Regions from separate parts of the Hordeum vulgare genome. Here all the other regions are linked to region 3. A link is a contact called in public Hi-C data. All regions are on one chromosome and are shown on one strand. Each heading gives the region's core, a stretch centred on a gene start, on an enhancer-like site or on the middle of the called end of the contact. The rest is flanking DNA. Distances are from core to core; before and after follow the strand shown.

What was found. Hi-C and Micro-C count contacts between places; a contact is called where the count stands out from the background.
Region 1: a contact with region 3 is called in a Hi-C map of leaf, with 3 times the contacts expected there. The contact joins the promoter of LOC123404456 here to the promoter of LOC123404827 in region 3. A contact is called at or near these places in 2 of 6 Hi-C or Micro-C datasets (leaf and seedling).
Region 2: a contact with region 3 is called in a Hi-C map of leaf, with 4 times the contacts expected there. The contact joins the promoter of LOC123401002 here to the promoter of LOC123404827 in region 3. A contact is called at or near these places in 3 of 6 Hi-C or Micro-C datasets (leaf and seedling).

What each region holds. Positions count from the first base shown.
Region 1 is chr6H:201,312,501-201,316,626 of MorexV3_pseudomolecules_assembly, forward strand. It overlaps LOC123404456 (CASP-like protein 2D1), which reads right to left and starts at 1,272. Exons shown (of 3, transcript XM_045098389.1): 1 at 959-1,272; 2 at 596-707; 3 at 68-454. The coding sequence starts at 1,113. The coding sequence ends at 164.
Region 2 is chr6H:202,792,228-202,796,731 of MorexV3_pseudomolecules_assembly, forward strand. LOC123401002 (probable serine/threonine-protein kinase SIS8) reads right to left here and starts at 2,071. Exons shown (of 12, transcript XM_045094718.1): 1 at 870-2,071; 2 at 326-429; 3 at 1-227. The coding sequence starts at 1,739.
Region 3 is chr6H:202,077,334-202,081,814 of MorexV3_pseudomolecules_assembly, forward strand. It overlaps LOC123404827 (protein CYTOKININ-RESPONSIVE GATA TRANSCRIPTION FACTOR 1-like), which reads left to right and starts at 2,544. Exons shown (of 3, transcript XM_045098771.1): 1 at 2,544-3,278; 2 at 3,401-3,784; 3 at 3,948-4,481. The coding sequence starts at 3,075. The coding sequence ends at 4,385.

The DNA.
Region 1 (4,126 bases), core at 22-2,521, 770 kb before region 3:
GGACAATGCATGTTCCCCCCAAAAAAAAAAGTTGGACAATGCATGTTACTATGACATGTGACAAGACTCAGAAGGCCAACACCAATTATAAAGTTTATTATTTCACAGTATTTCACATGTGGCTGCACTGCACTAATATCAGTGATTGTTCATCATGGATCATCTACCTTGCTCCTTGCTCTTGCGCCTGCTTGGAGTCAGAGTCCTCGGAGCAATCAACATGAGCAGCAGGGCCGTCGAACTCGCGGAAGACCCGGAAGGCGGAGACGAGGGAGAGCGCGACGAAGCAGAGCAGCGCGGCGGCCTGCAGCGCCACGGACACGGTGGCCCTGCCGCAGAACCGACCGAAGTAGGAGCACACCTCGCCCCACGACACCTCCCGGTCGCCCTCCCTCGCGAGGTACACCAGCTCCGCCGCCGCTGAGCACGATGTCACCAGCAGGTACGCCGCCGCCTGCACCGGCCGCGCGCGCGACGCCAAGCTTTCAATCGTTAGCAACTTAGCACTGTAGGTAGTACTTAGCTTTTTACCCGCATAGACTAGTGAAGATGAATCTGAAATTGCAAAAGAGAAACGAGATGGTGATGATCGGACCTGGTCCAGGAGGAAAATCAGCCAATCGTAGCGAGCGCGGGACTTGAAGGATGGCATTAGGATGGAGGCCACGGAATAGGCGGCAGTGACGGCGTTGATGCAAACTAAATACCTGCAAGAAAGACAGGGAAAAAAAATCTTTTCTTAACCAGTGGATATGTGCGAAATTCAGTCGGCAAACAAGCTATAGGCAGTACAATCTAAAGGTAATCTCATGTGGAACTGAAACCAGCATATCCAAACTCCAAACGGCATGTACTGTACTCGCGGGAAAAATTAGCCTAAGTAATCAACAACCGAATCCGTAACACAAGCAGGATTTCAACAACAACAACAACAAAAAACGAGGTTATGCAGGCTCACTTGAAGCCTGAGAGGTTGGAGAAGCTGATCTCCCCGTAGGTGTCATCGGCTTGCTTGTTGGTGGCCATCTCCCACAGGGAGGCCAAGGCGAGGGGGATCACGCACACCCTCAGCGCCATCTCAGGGACCTTGAAGGGCCTTCTCCTCGTCGTCATCTTCCTCACCGATGCCCCTGCTAATCGTGTGCGGTGAACAGAGGGGCCTTCCGGGGTGGAGGAGGACTCTCAGACGAGCACTAGTGTCCAAATACGAGAGCGCACGGGCCCGTGCGCCTCCTCATGTGAACGCTGGAGCAACGGAGCTGGCCCACAGAATGCCGCGTGCGTGGTGCTGCAGAAACTGGTTGGGTTCGGGCCTTCGGGGGCAACATGGCCTCGGCCGTCCATCCACCGTTACGTGGCGCCGCCGATGAGTGTCCAGCCGTTTGAGAGCGGTTGGTAGCCGTCTCTCACCATTAGGGAAAAGATTGCCCTTTTTCTCTGGTAACCATGGTGCGTGCGACACCATAGCTGTCGTAGGGACGGATCACAGATGCCGACGTTGCTAGTCTGGCCTCCTCCACTACGGATTACACGCGGCGTCAGGCACTGAGTGCACGCGTGCTCGGCCCGCGGCGTCGTGGTGAGCCCGGCGGCCGCACCCGCGCAAAAGCAACGCCACCCGCGGTGCGTGAAACGGGAACGAGAGGAAAGCCAAGAAACGCTGAAATCATAACTGCGTACACCCAACTATTATCTACTCTTCCTCAATTTTTTATTATTATTATTTACTCTTTCTTTTCTAAATATATTGTTTTACACATTTTATTAGGAACCACATACAAAGTAAAAAAGAATGAATGTACGCTGTATATTATGTCTATAGTGAACCTGAATTGATGCAGTTCGTATGGAAACTCCTAAAAATTTATATTAGGAATGAAGGAAATAGAATTTACATCTGTTACATAATGCCCCTCCGGATGAGTGTTCAAATGAAACACAAGGAGTAGGAATCAACTTCGAAGATGCACATTAACTGGGAAAGTATCCTAATTTAAACGTCATCGAAAATTCTTCTCCAAACTCCTGGTCTTCTATGCCCAACAAAGTTAATTGCCACATACAAGGCAATGAATACTGACGAATATGATATACAATCCCGTTGATGAGGGGGACCAAGGTGACCGACCGCGCTGATGAGGGGGACCAAGGTGGCCGACCGCACAGGCCCCCAAAATCATGGGGCCCCCAATTGAAAAAACCATGAAGGTAAACCATGTGCTTGGCCCGCTACAGCCTGAGCCCTAGGGTGGTGACCGCTCCACGAGTCCCTCGCCGCCACCTCTCACGACCTCGCATGGTCCCGTGCAGTGAATCCACAATTGCTGGTATTCTGTAGAGCGTCACCGACGACCGCTCTCCCGAGTCCAGCTACCCTACTAGATGCTCCATGCTAGCACCAGCATACCATGCGTGGAAGTGATTCTCGTCCTCCGTCCAACTGCTGGACGCTGGCCTTTCCTCCGCTACACCGAAGACAAGCTACCACTCCAAAGCCAAGAAACACCGGTGATCCTCATTGCCACAACGAGTAATCGCTGGGTAATTTACTAATTTCTTGGACCGAGAAAGGCAAGCAACAATAGGAGATGCACTCGAAGTTTGAACTCACATGTTGTATGTGTTAATTTCTAAATTGATTCATTTGAACAATTAACTGATTTTGAACTAAAAATAAATGTGAGTATGTAGGATTAAACCTGAATTTATGTATTTTTATATCAATTTTATTCCATGTTTGGTGCCCCGCAACGACTGGAATGTCTACACATATGACAGGAATGGATGAACCAAACTATTGATTTGATATCATTTGTATCCCTTATTATTATTTGTATTTTTTTGCCATGTTTAAGCTATTTATGTATGCTTCGACATGAGATTTTCTTTGGATAGCTACGAAGTATTACTTGGCCACTTCAATCTGAGGTATGCTTTGGAGACTTCTTTTGTTATTCGAATTTTAAAATTGATGACTCCATTTGTGTTTCGTCCCGGGCCCTAAATTTCTGGAGACGACCCTGATGATATAACAGATTATGCATGAATGGCTTAGTACAAAGAGGAAATGTTCTTACACTATGTTTAAGCATTTGCGGAAAGCTAGTTTTGCTAGCATATGCACATCCCACTCTTTCAAAACATCAGTCACCTGATATCAACATGTTTCAAATATCAACATACAAAGTTATAATCAACTCTGACTTGACCTTATCAGGTCACCATCGTCACCATCATATCACATCTCATTCCCATCAAATCACATCTCATTCCCATCAAAAAGTTATTCTCCCAAAACATGTGGACGTAGTCTAAAGGTGGCTTCCCAACTCTCCTTGAGTGTGAACACAACTACATGAATAGTTTAAAGATGTTGTACAATGTACCCACAAGATCCGAGTGCTTGTTTTGTCAATGGCCACTCGTCGTTCACTAAGTATTCGAGCAAGACCTTTGCTAAAGTTGATACTAGCGTACAATCCGCTCGTAGGCCCATAGATCTCATGTTACTCAACTATATAACACATGATGAAACTGTTGGCTATAATGTTACTCATCTGTCTAACACACTAGGGGGCGTCGGAATAAGGCTCTACCCTAGCATCAACTAGTGAAATAATCACCCCCTTCACATATACGGGTAATGCGGTTGAACATGTAAGGTTAGGATGATTGTCACATCTTGAATCTAAACCTTTTTCCAGAATATTTTGATGAAACATTTAGTCTCCACTATCATGTCTTCTTTACCGTAACAAAAACTTCCCTAAAGCCACCCATTGGCAATAGTGGCACCCAATGGGATTTTCATAAACCTTAGAGTAGTAAAACATTTGTCCCCACCCTAAGTACTTTTTCTACCCAAGGCGGCTAAGCATATTACAAAAACACAACTACCTTAGGTGGGGCGGTGCATCACCCCTATTGTCAAGGGTACATGGTGACGTGTTCATGTGTCAACACACTTTTTGGTGACTCCGCTGGGGACTAAGGATCAATCATCATCATCGACCATCACGTACGATCTTCCCAACCCATCTAAGGTAGACGCCGATAACATTATTAAGCCCAAGCTTGATGAACTATCGACCAATCAACGCCAAGCTTATGAGGAGTAAAATAAGGC
Region 2 (4,504 bases), core at 821-3,320, 710 kb after region 3:
TTCGAAGTGCTAGGACAGAATTACGATCAGATGAACTTCCCCCCATGTCACTTTTACTCTCATATACACCACTAACCTGCTCAAGAGCTATGCATAGTTCTGCAACACTCTCTTCAATGGCGTCACTGCTCAGTTGACTATTGTTGGAGTCCTGAAATTGACTGACAGAAATCTCTGAAGGTATTAAGGTGCCTGGAGCTCCCATTAAGTCGACAATATATTCAGCACTGCAAAAGCCCCATAAGATTGTTTTTGTACGTCAATAGATTAAATATACTAAAGATCAAATACGAAAAGATAGTTAGAAATAATACAAGGAACAGACCTGTCAAAGTCGATTTTAACAAAGTTAATAGCACCTTCATCTGTTCCAGTATAACATATTCCTTTGACAAGCTTGCATGGGAGATTAACTCGGTCAGCTAGTACCTGAAACCATTTTGATGAGTTGTTTTCTTGCTCAGGGGATCCTACTGAATAGCAAAACTTTCCACTACAGAAGGCAATAAAAAAACTAAATGAATAATCTTACGGCATCTACTACATGTATGGTGCAGCAAATCCATGATCCAGAATTGCAGCCCTTTTAAACTATGCATCTGGTGCAGCAGATCCATGAATCAACGAAGCATAGCAAACTACGATAACTACTTTATTCGACTACCATAACTTCTTCACTAGTTATCTTGGTTGTTAGGCAACTAATCTTCAAAAGTAAATACTCTAAACAGCAGTTACACAATACAAACTATGCGATGTGACTGGGAATTATTAGCATCAACCAATTCCACATTTGCTACAGTCGAGATATAATGTAATGTGGTACGTTATCGGTCACATGAACACAGGACACTTGCAGAGGTACTAACCTTAAAAAGCAGAGATCTGTGGCGCGAGAGCCCAATTCCAAGTGAACCAAGAGGAAGGGCAATACTGTTTAGCCCAGCACAGAGCTGCCGGCTCTTTGTGGACCATTCCCTGTTCATCGCATCAGCATCCTCCACCACACCACCCATGGCATCAACTACTAGGCTAGCTATCTTCTGTACAAGCTCAGCTGACGCAATTCCACCGCGTTCTGCCCTACTTTGTGCAGCAATCGCAATTGCTGTCCCCTCAAGGCGCTTCAACGTGGGATCACGCTCCCGGTTCACCAAAATGGCGACATAAGCGACATCTCGCCCTACAGGGATCGCCCTGAGGCTGCTCAAGGATGGGAATTTGACCTGGAATCCCGGATCCATGGGTGCGCCACAGACGTCGTAGAACCCATCGGAGAGCTTCTCATCGTAGTTGACGACGTTGTGGTTCCAGTAGCGGGCGGAGAGGGCCTCCATGGTGGTCCGGTCCCCAGGCGCGGCTGCCGGGCCACCCAGGCTGATGCGCTCGGCCGCGCGCATCTGAACGGAGTCCGGATCGACGAGCCCCGCGGGATCCGACGCCGAGATCGCGAGGGCGAGCCGCACGTGGTACTCCTCCTCCAAGCGCGTCATGGTCGTCTCCACCCCCATCCCCGTCGGCTCCTCGGGCGCCGCAGCAGCCGGGGCGGGCAGCGGAAGTTCGGCAACAGCCGCGGCGGCCACGACCGGCGGCGGCAGAGGCGAGTGGGCCGAGCGCCGTTGCCGCGGGCGGTGGTGGTCGGGGGACGGGGTCGCCGCAGTGGCCCCGCCGGCGCTGGCGTTGCCAGCGCCGGCGCCGGAGAGGTGGAGCTTGCGGAGGAGGTGCTTCATGCGTGACATGTCCGGCGGCAGCGAGGGGGCATCCGGCGCGGCGAGGGTTTCGAGGAGCCTCTTCTTCTTCCTCCTCCTCGATCCAATCCAACACGGCTAGCTAGCTAGCTAGCTAATCCGCGGGCGGAGCTATTAAAAATCTGCTACTTACTCATAGATCCATCCAATTGCGGGGTACTATTCCTCCCCACGAAATATTCTATCGCGCCCAGTTGCCCTGGGCGATATATTCGTTGCTTCGCTTCGCCTTCGCCTCCTCGCGGTGAAGCCTCGAAGACGGCAGCAGTACTATCTTCCCCTCCTTTTCTTTTCCCTTTTCTTCCTCCTACTGGCTACTAGTACTGGCGTGGTAGTCGGGTGGGGTGAGGGTAGCGATAAAATGCTACTGAAATGGTAACGTGCGGTCTCCCGTTTCAGGGCAGAGCTACCCAGGGAGAAGGAAGGTGAAGTTGGTTAAGTGTCTCTTTGGTTCCAAATAAATCAACAACTTATAAATTGAAAAGTGTATTGAGATAATATTTTGGTGTATTATACATCTTTTGATAATACTCCCTCCGTCCCAAAATAAGTGTCTTAAGCTTAGTACAATTTTGTACTAGAGCTAGTATAAAGTTGAGACGGTTATTTTGGGACAGAGGGAGTAGGATTTAAATAAAATATTTAAGGCAAAACATCTTTCCTAATTTGAGGACATGTAGTACAAATCTTAATTCAGGAGTTTTTGAAAATGTAAAATAAATAAATTCTTTTTGGCCAAAATAATACTCCTAGTTGGTAAAAAATAGTTTCATGTTCAATACACATGGTATGGTCATTGGGCAAAGATTTGGAGCAAGGAGATTGGTATAGAGAGAAGGGAGAACCTTTGTGATTTAGAGCATGGTCAAGCAAGCAAGCAAACAACAATCAAGTCAAGCATCAAAAGCACACACAAAAAATATTTGGTCCTAATTTTTGAGCTATGTTAATTTAGTCAGGAAAGGCAAAACATAGAGTGTGACAGACCTACTCGCCTTACAAGAATCTCGCCCCGGAGATTTCTAGGCTAGACGTTGAAGAGATACAAAAATCCAGGTCTGATGTAAACCCTAGGTGTGATAAATTTTGAATTACTACTCTCCCTCCCTCCTATATATAGAGAGGGGTTTGGGAGGACTGCACACACCTCCACACCCCTCCAAGGCGCAGCCCTACCTCTCCCTCTTCTCCTCCTTCACGGTGCTTGGCGAAGCCCTGTCGGAGAACTGCATAGCTCCACCGTTACCTCTCGTCGTGCTGCTGGAGCTCTTCCTCAACTTCTCCTCTCTCCTTGCTGGATCAAGGTGAAGGAGACGTCACCGGGCTGCACGTGTGTTGAACGTGGAGGCGCCGTTGTTTGCTGCTTAGATTGGAATCTTTCACGATCTGAGTCGCTGCGAGTACGACTCCATCAACCGCGTTCATATTAACGCTTTCGCTTAGCGATCTTCAAAGGTATGAAGATGCTCTACAACCCCACTCGTTGCTGGTTTCTCCTAGATAGATCATGGTATGACGTAGGAATTTTTTTGAATTACTACTACGTTACCCAACAGTGGTATCAGAGCCAGGTTCTATGCGTAGATTCCATGCACGGGTAGAACACAAAAGTGTGGGCGATGATTTTGTCAATTGCTTGCCGTTACTAGTCCAATATTTTTTCGGCGGTATTGTGGGATGAAGCGACTCATACCGACTTTACACGTACGCTTATGTGAGACTGGTTCCACCGCCTCACATGCACTTGTTGCATAAGGTGGCTAGCGGGTGTCTGTCTCTCCCACTTTAGTCGAATTGAATTTGATGAAAAGGGTCCTTATGAAGGGTAAATAGCATTGGCATATCAACGTTGTGGATGTGACATAGGTAAGAAACGTTCTTGCGAGAAACCCATAGCAGCCAAGTAAAACTTGCAACAACAATTAGAGGACGTCTAACTTGTTTTTGGAGGGTATGTTATGTGATGTGATATGGCCCAAAAGGATGTGATGATATATATGTGATGTATGAAATTGATCATGTTTTTGTAATAGGATTCACGACTTGCATGCCGATGAGTATGACAACCGACAGGAGCCATAGGAGTTGTCTTAATTTATTGTATGAGATGCAACGCCATGTGATTACTTTACTTTGCTAACCGTTAGCCGTAGTAGTAGAAGTAATAGTTGGCGAGATGACTTCATGGAGACATAGTGATGGAGATCATCATGCCGGTGACAATGATGATCATGCCGCGCCCGAAGATGGAGATCAAAGGCGCAAGATGATAATGGCCATATCATGTCACTATATGATTGCATGTGATGTTTATCATGTTTTTCATCTTATTGCTTAGAACGACGATAGCAAAGATAAGATGATCCCTCATCAAATTTCGAGATAAGTATTCCCCTAAGTGTGCACCATTGTGAAGGATCGTTGTATCGAATCACCACGTGATGATCGGGTGTGATAGATTCTAACGTTCGCATACAACTGGTGTAAGCCAGATTTAAACATGCAAAACACTTAGGTTTACTCGACGAGCCTAGCATGTACAGACATGGCCTCGGAATACGAGAGATCGAAAGGTCGAACATAAGTCGTATGGATGATACGATCAGCATGGAGAGGCTCACCATTGATGACTAGTTCGTCTCACGTGATGACCGGACATGGGCTGGTCGATATGGATCATGTATCACTTGGATGACGAGAGGGATGTCTATCTAAGTGGGAGTTCATTATATAATTTGATTAGATGAACTTAATTA
Region 3 (4,481 bases), core at 1,294-3,793:
TGATAGGAAAGGTAACCTTGAGAACATATTTATAATCTTATTAAGGTAACTTGAAGGTTTCTGGTACTTGGATATCTCTAGGTGGAGATCAGTATATCTTTAACTATATATGAAATACATCTCTATCCTGCGCCAATTCAAGAGAACATTTTCTAATGATCACATGGCACATATGTACATGAAGAATTTGGGGGTACTGAGCAATGTACTTCTTCTGTAGTGACTTCAGAAACCCTCGTGCTATATCATATATCTATGCCGGTAGACCCTCAAACTTAAAATTTTAGCTGTTAAGACGTGTCTACATGTTTTTTGCGTGGAAGATCAAAAACAGAAGTCTGTTTTTTGACCAACTTGCAATGAAGTTCTGGTTTTTCTGGCAAAGTTAAACACATATTGATATGGATTAAACGATGAGTTTTAGTGAAATCTACACGCTAGAATATTCAGATTCATCTGATATCAACTGCTAGTTGGCACTCCAGACTTCCAGAGTAACACTTGGAACACTAGGAAATAAGAAAAATGTTAGATTCCAGCGTGTATAGAATTAAACTTATTTAATTGATGAGGTTTTAGTGCCACTTCTTCTGATTGTGCTGTGGCGGAATTATTGCTAATAACAAATAGTTGTGATTACAAACACCGATTAAACATCCTATAACGATCCACATTAGCTTTTGGCAGTGAGCTATTTTGTAATCTTGCACCGTACTGTTTTCATGTCAAAAAGTAGCTTTTGATACCAAGAGAACACAACAACAAAAGAGTTGGGATCTTCAGTTTGGCCGCTTGAGCCTTAACTATGAGCGAGCTAACATACATTAAGACCATATTTGGGAAGTACAAGCTTCTATACAAATATAGTTTCTTTATTGGAAAAAAATTTCCATTTCAAGTACCTTTTTTTTTTAAAAAGTGATTGCCCGACTGTATAAATAAAGCCATAGAAGGTTCACATCAATAACCCAATCAGATCGAGTAGCAACACACTGGCTCACCAGCCAACATACATAACATAGCCGACGGTGCGAAATACCATCAGATCCCTCGGTAGGGGTCCAACTGCAGCCGGAAGTTTCAGGTCGGAGGTCGCACAAAGGTTTTACTCAGGATCGGGCCTCCGTAGAGTAATACACTACATCCTGCTCGCTCTGATATTTTATGGTGGAGGAATACCTTGTGCGAGGGGTTTACAATGGTGTTTGATGTTGCTACCGAGAGTTGCTATCTGAAATAAGACGGGATGAAGGACTGCTGACCTCCCCTTATATAGATGGAGGAGGTCTATGGTTTACGGGGGAACAAATGCGATCTAGGGCACCTATGATCTGCGTCTTGGGCGTCAAGAAGATCCTTGACGCTACCCTTAGGGTTTTGCTCGGACTTGGGCTTTGGGGCCCCTAACGAGGCCTAGGGTCGGGCTCTTCCTAATGGACCACCCCTGTTGTATGACATCGTCAGTAGCCCCCGAGCGTGGCGAAGGTCACAGAAGTGCTCTTCGAGACCTCTGACAGGCCCCTGTCTTCCTCTTTCCCGCACCTTGGCCCTTAAGCTCTTAGAAGGCCTGAACCCGACCTCTTGCAGTAGCTGTGTCCTTCAAAGGGTTACACACTCGGGCGACATCTTTTACTTTAGGCCGAACTGAAGCCCCGCTGAGGGAATTGGTGGCGTATCCCGGTAATTTTGGGTGTGGATGATGGCACCATGATTCTCGCGCACTTAGTCATCTTAAATGTCATATTTGTAGTTAGATTTAAGCGGAACAAATCTTGTCCTTGTGCTATGTTAACCGCAGGATAGAAGATGTTGCCATGACACTAGACAAGGGCCAATCAAATCGTACCTAAATATATATCTTCGTGAGAGGAGCTGATTAATTGTGCAATAATATGATTCTTATCTCCTACTTCCTCCTTTCCTAAATATAAGTCTTTTTAGAGATTCCAATGCAAACTACATACGGATGTATATAGACCTATTTTAGAGTGTAGATTCACTCATTTTGCTCCGTATGTAATCCTCGGGTGAGGAGCAGGCGGCTCGCCTGAGGCGTGGCCCTGGGGTCGGCGTGTGTGTTGTTGCTTTTGTAGGTCGGAGCGGCGGCTCCGGAAATGGTTGTAGGGCGTCAACTCTGGTTGCTCGGGTGAAGGAGTCGGCGACTTGTCAGGGGCGCGGCCTCGGGGTCGGTGTGTGCATTGCTTATGTATCGGTTTTCGGCCAGTTTTCCTTATTAACTGGTCAATTCTCTTCTTTTTAATGAAAAGGCAGAGCTTCTGCTGGTTTCTCAAAAAAATAAAATGAAATCTCTAAAAAGACTTATATTTAGGAACCGAGGGAGTATAATACGGTATAAGGCTAGATACTGTTCCTAGAATGTGACATTTTCTAACCACTTATCCAGCTAAAAACGTATCTCAGAGCCACCATTTTTCGCCAAGGATCCAAAGCAGAAAATGTGCTTCTTTGCCGGACTAACCTAAATGTGTGAATCCTCAGGCTTTCAATGCGCCTAAGATGAGAACTTTTAGTAGTATCTACAAACAGTATGTTTGCTTGAAATGAGAAACACTTTTAACATAGGAGTGGGCCGCGGGGGGCACATGCTGCAGTTGCATGGGATCTTGGTTGAGCTTGGGAACGAATGTTTGCATGCAGAGTGTCTAATAACGTGTTTGTTCGACTTTTGCTTCCTCATCCCTATAATTTCCCGTGCTGTGTCCCAGTTCTCACTTTGTTTCTCACTCTAGTAAAGGGATCACAGACTTCCTTCTAAGTCCCCCCTAGGTGCAAGCTAGAGAGAGATATAGAGAGATGTTAGCTTGATAGTAGCTCTTGGCTCCCAATAGCTCCCCTTTACAAAAAAAAGGACGTGTCACTCTCCACTGTCCATGATCACTCTGGGCCCCCGTAAATTGCCCCTCCAACTGCAGATCTCTACACACCTCTCCACCCCTAACTAGCTGCGTCCCCCTTATATCCACCCTGATCTCTTCCACCTCTGCTCACAGCACCTGCAGATAGCTTGAGAGCTAGATCTCTCGTTCTCGTTCTCGTTCCTCCTCTCCTCTCACATGTCTACTATCTACATGAGCCAGCTATCTACTCTCCCTCTAATGGATGGAGATCAAGATCAAGGGCACTTTCAAGCCTTTCATCTACCCAAGGACCCTCCTATCTTGTTCCCTTTCATGATCGACAACCCTGTGGATCATCAAGGGCAAGGCTGTGGAGACCAGCACTCGGGGCAGCATCTTTTTGGTGAATCTAGTCAGCAGGTGAGGGGGATCACAACTAGCTAGCTATACATATGTCTAGATCGATGTGTTCCAGCGGTTTTAGTACGAGCAAGCTCTTCTTATAATCCTGCTCCCTGGCTTGCATTTCTCTTCTCTTCTAGTTCAATGATCGCATGATGATGGGCGGAGGATCTGCGGACGTCTTCGCCACATGTTCCCCGTTCGGACCTACCATCCAAAGCATCGGCAGTGACATGATCCAGAGATCCTCATACAATTCCTATGATTTCGAAGCCACACATGCTAGCGATGGATCGACCAGTCAGTGGGCATCTGCCAAACCGCCAGTGAAGATGAGGATCATGAGAAAGGCGCCAACGAATGATCCCCAAGGAGGGATGGTGAGAAAGCCAAGGAGAAGGGCACAAGCACACCAAGCTGATGAGAGCCAGCAGCTGCAGCATGCCATGGGTGTTATCAGAGTGTGCTCAGACTGCAACACCACCAAGACCCCCTTGTGGAGGAGTGGTCCTTGTGGCCCCAAGGTGAAACATATTGCTATAGGCAACCTTCATGATCTATACCTGCTCAATCTATGTACTTTAATTTGCTTCATATTAACATGTAGTACATATAACACAGTAGTACAAATTACACGCATATATTTATTTGAGTGTTCTTTTTTCATGCGTCTATTGGTTCATGCAGTCTCTTTGCAACGCATGTGGCATACGCCAAAGGAAGGTTCGCCGTGCGATGGCTGCAGCGGCGGCCACCGGAGCCAACGGTGGGGTGGCATCTGCTTCCAGTGGCGGGGTGGCGTCCGGGGGCGTGCAAACAAGCGAAGCATCACAAGCGGTGAAGGCCACAAAGAAGGAGAAGAGGGCTGCGGACCTCGACCGGTCGCTGCCCTTCAAGAAGAGGTGCAAGATGGTTGATCATCCTACCGTTACCTCCACCAAGGTCGTGGCTGTCGACGCCACTCCGAAGCATCAAGATCACGTTGTGTCCGAGGACGTCGCCACGGTGGAGAGACTGAGCAAAGCCGATCCGCCGGCAGCGTTCACTCACGTTTTCGTGCGAGACGAGATCACCGACGCTGCCATGCTGCTCATGACCCTATCCTGCGGTCTTGTTCGCAGCTAGTATTAGCTAGCTAGCTAGCTAGTAGACACTAGACACCGATGAATGCAACTTGATTTGCATATCACGAGTATATTAGTCTTGTTATATTTTCTGTAT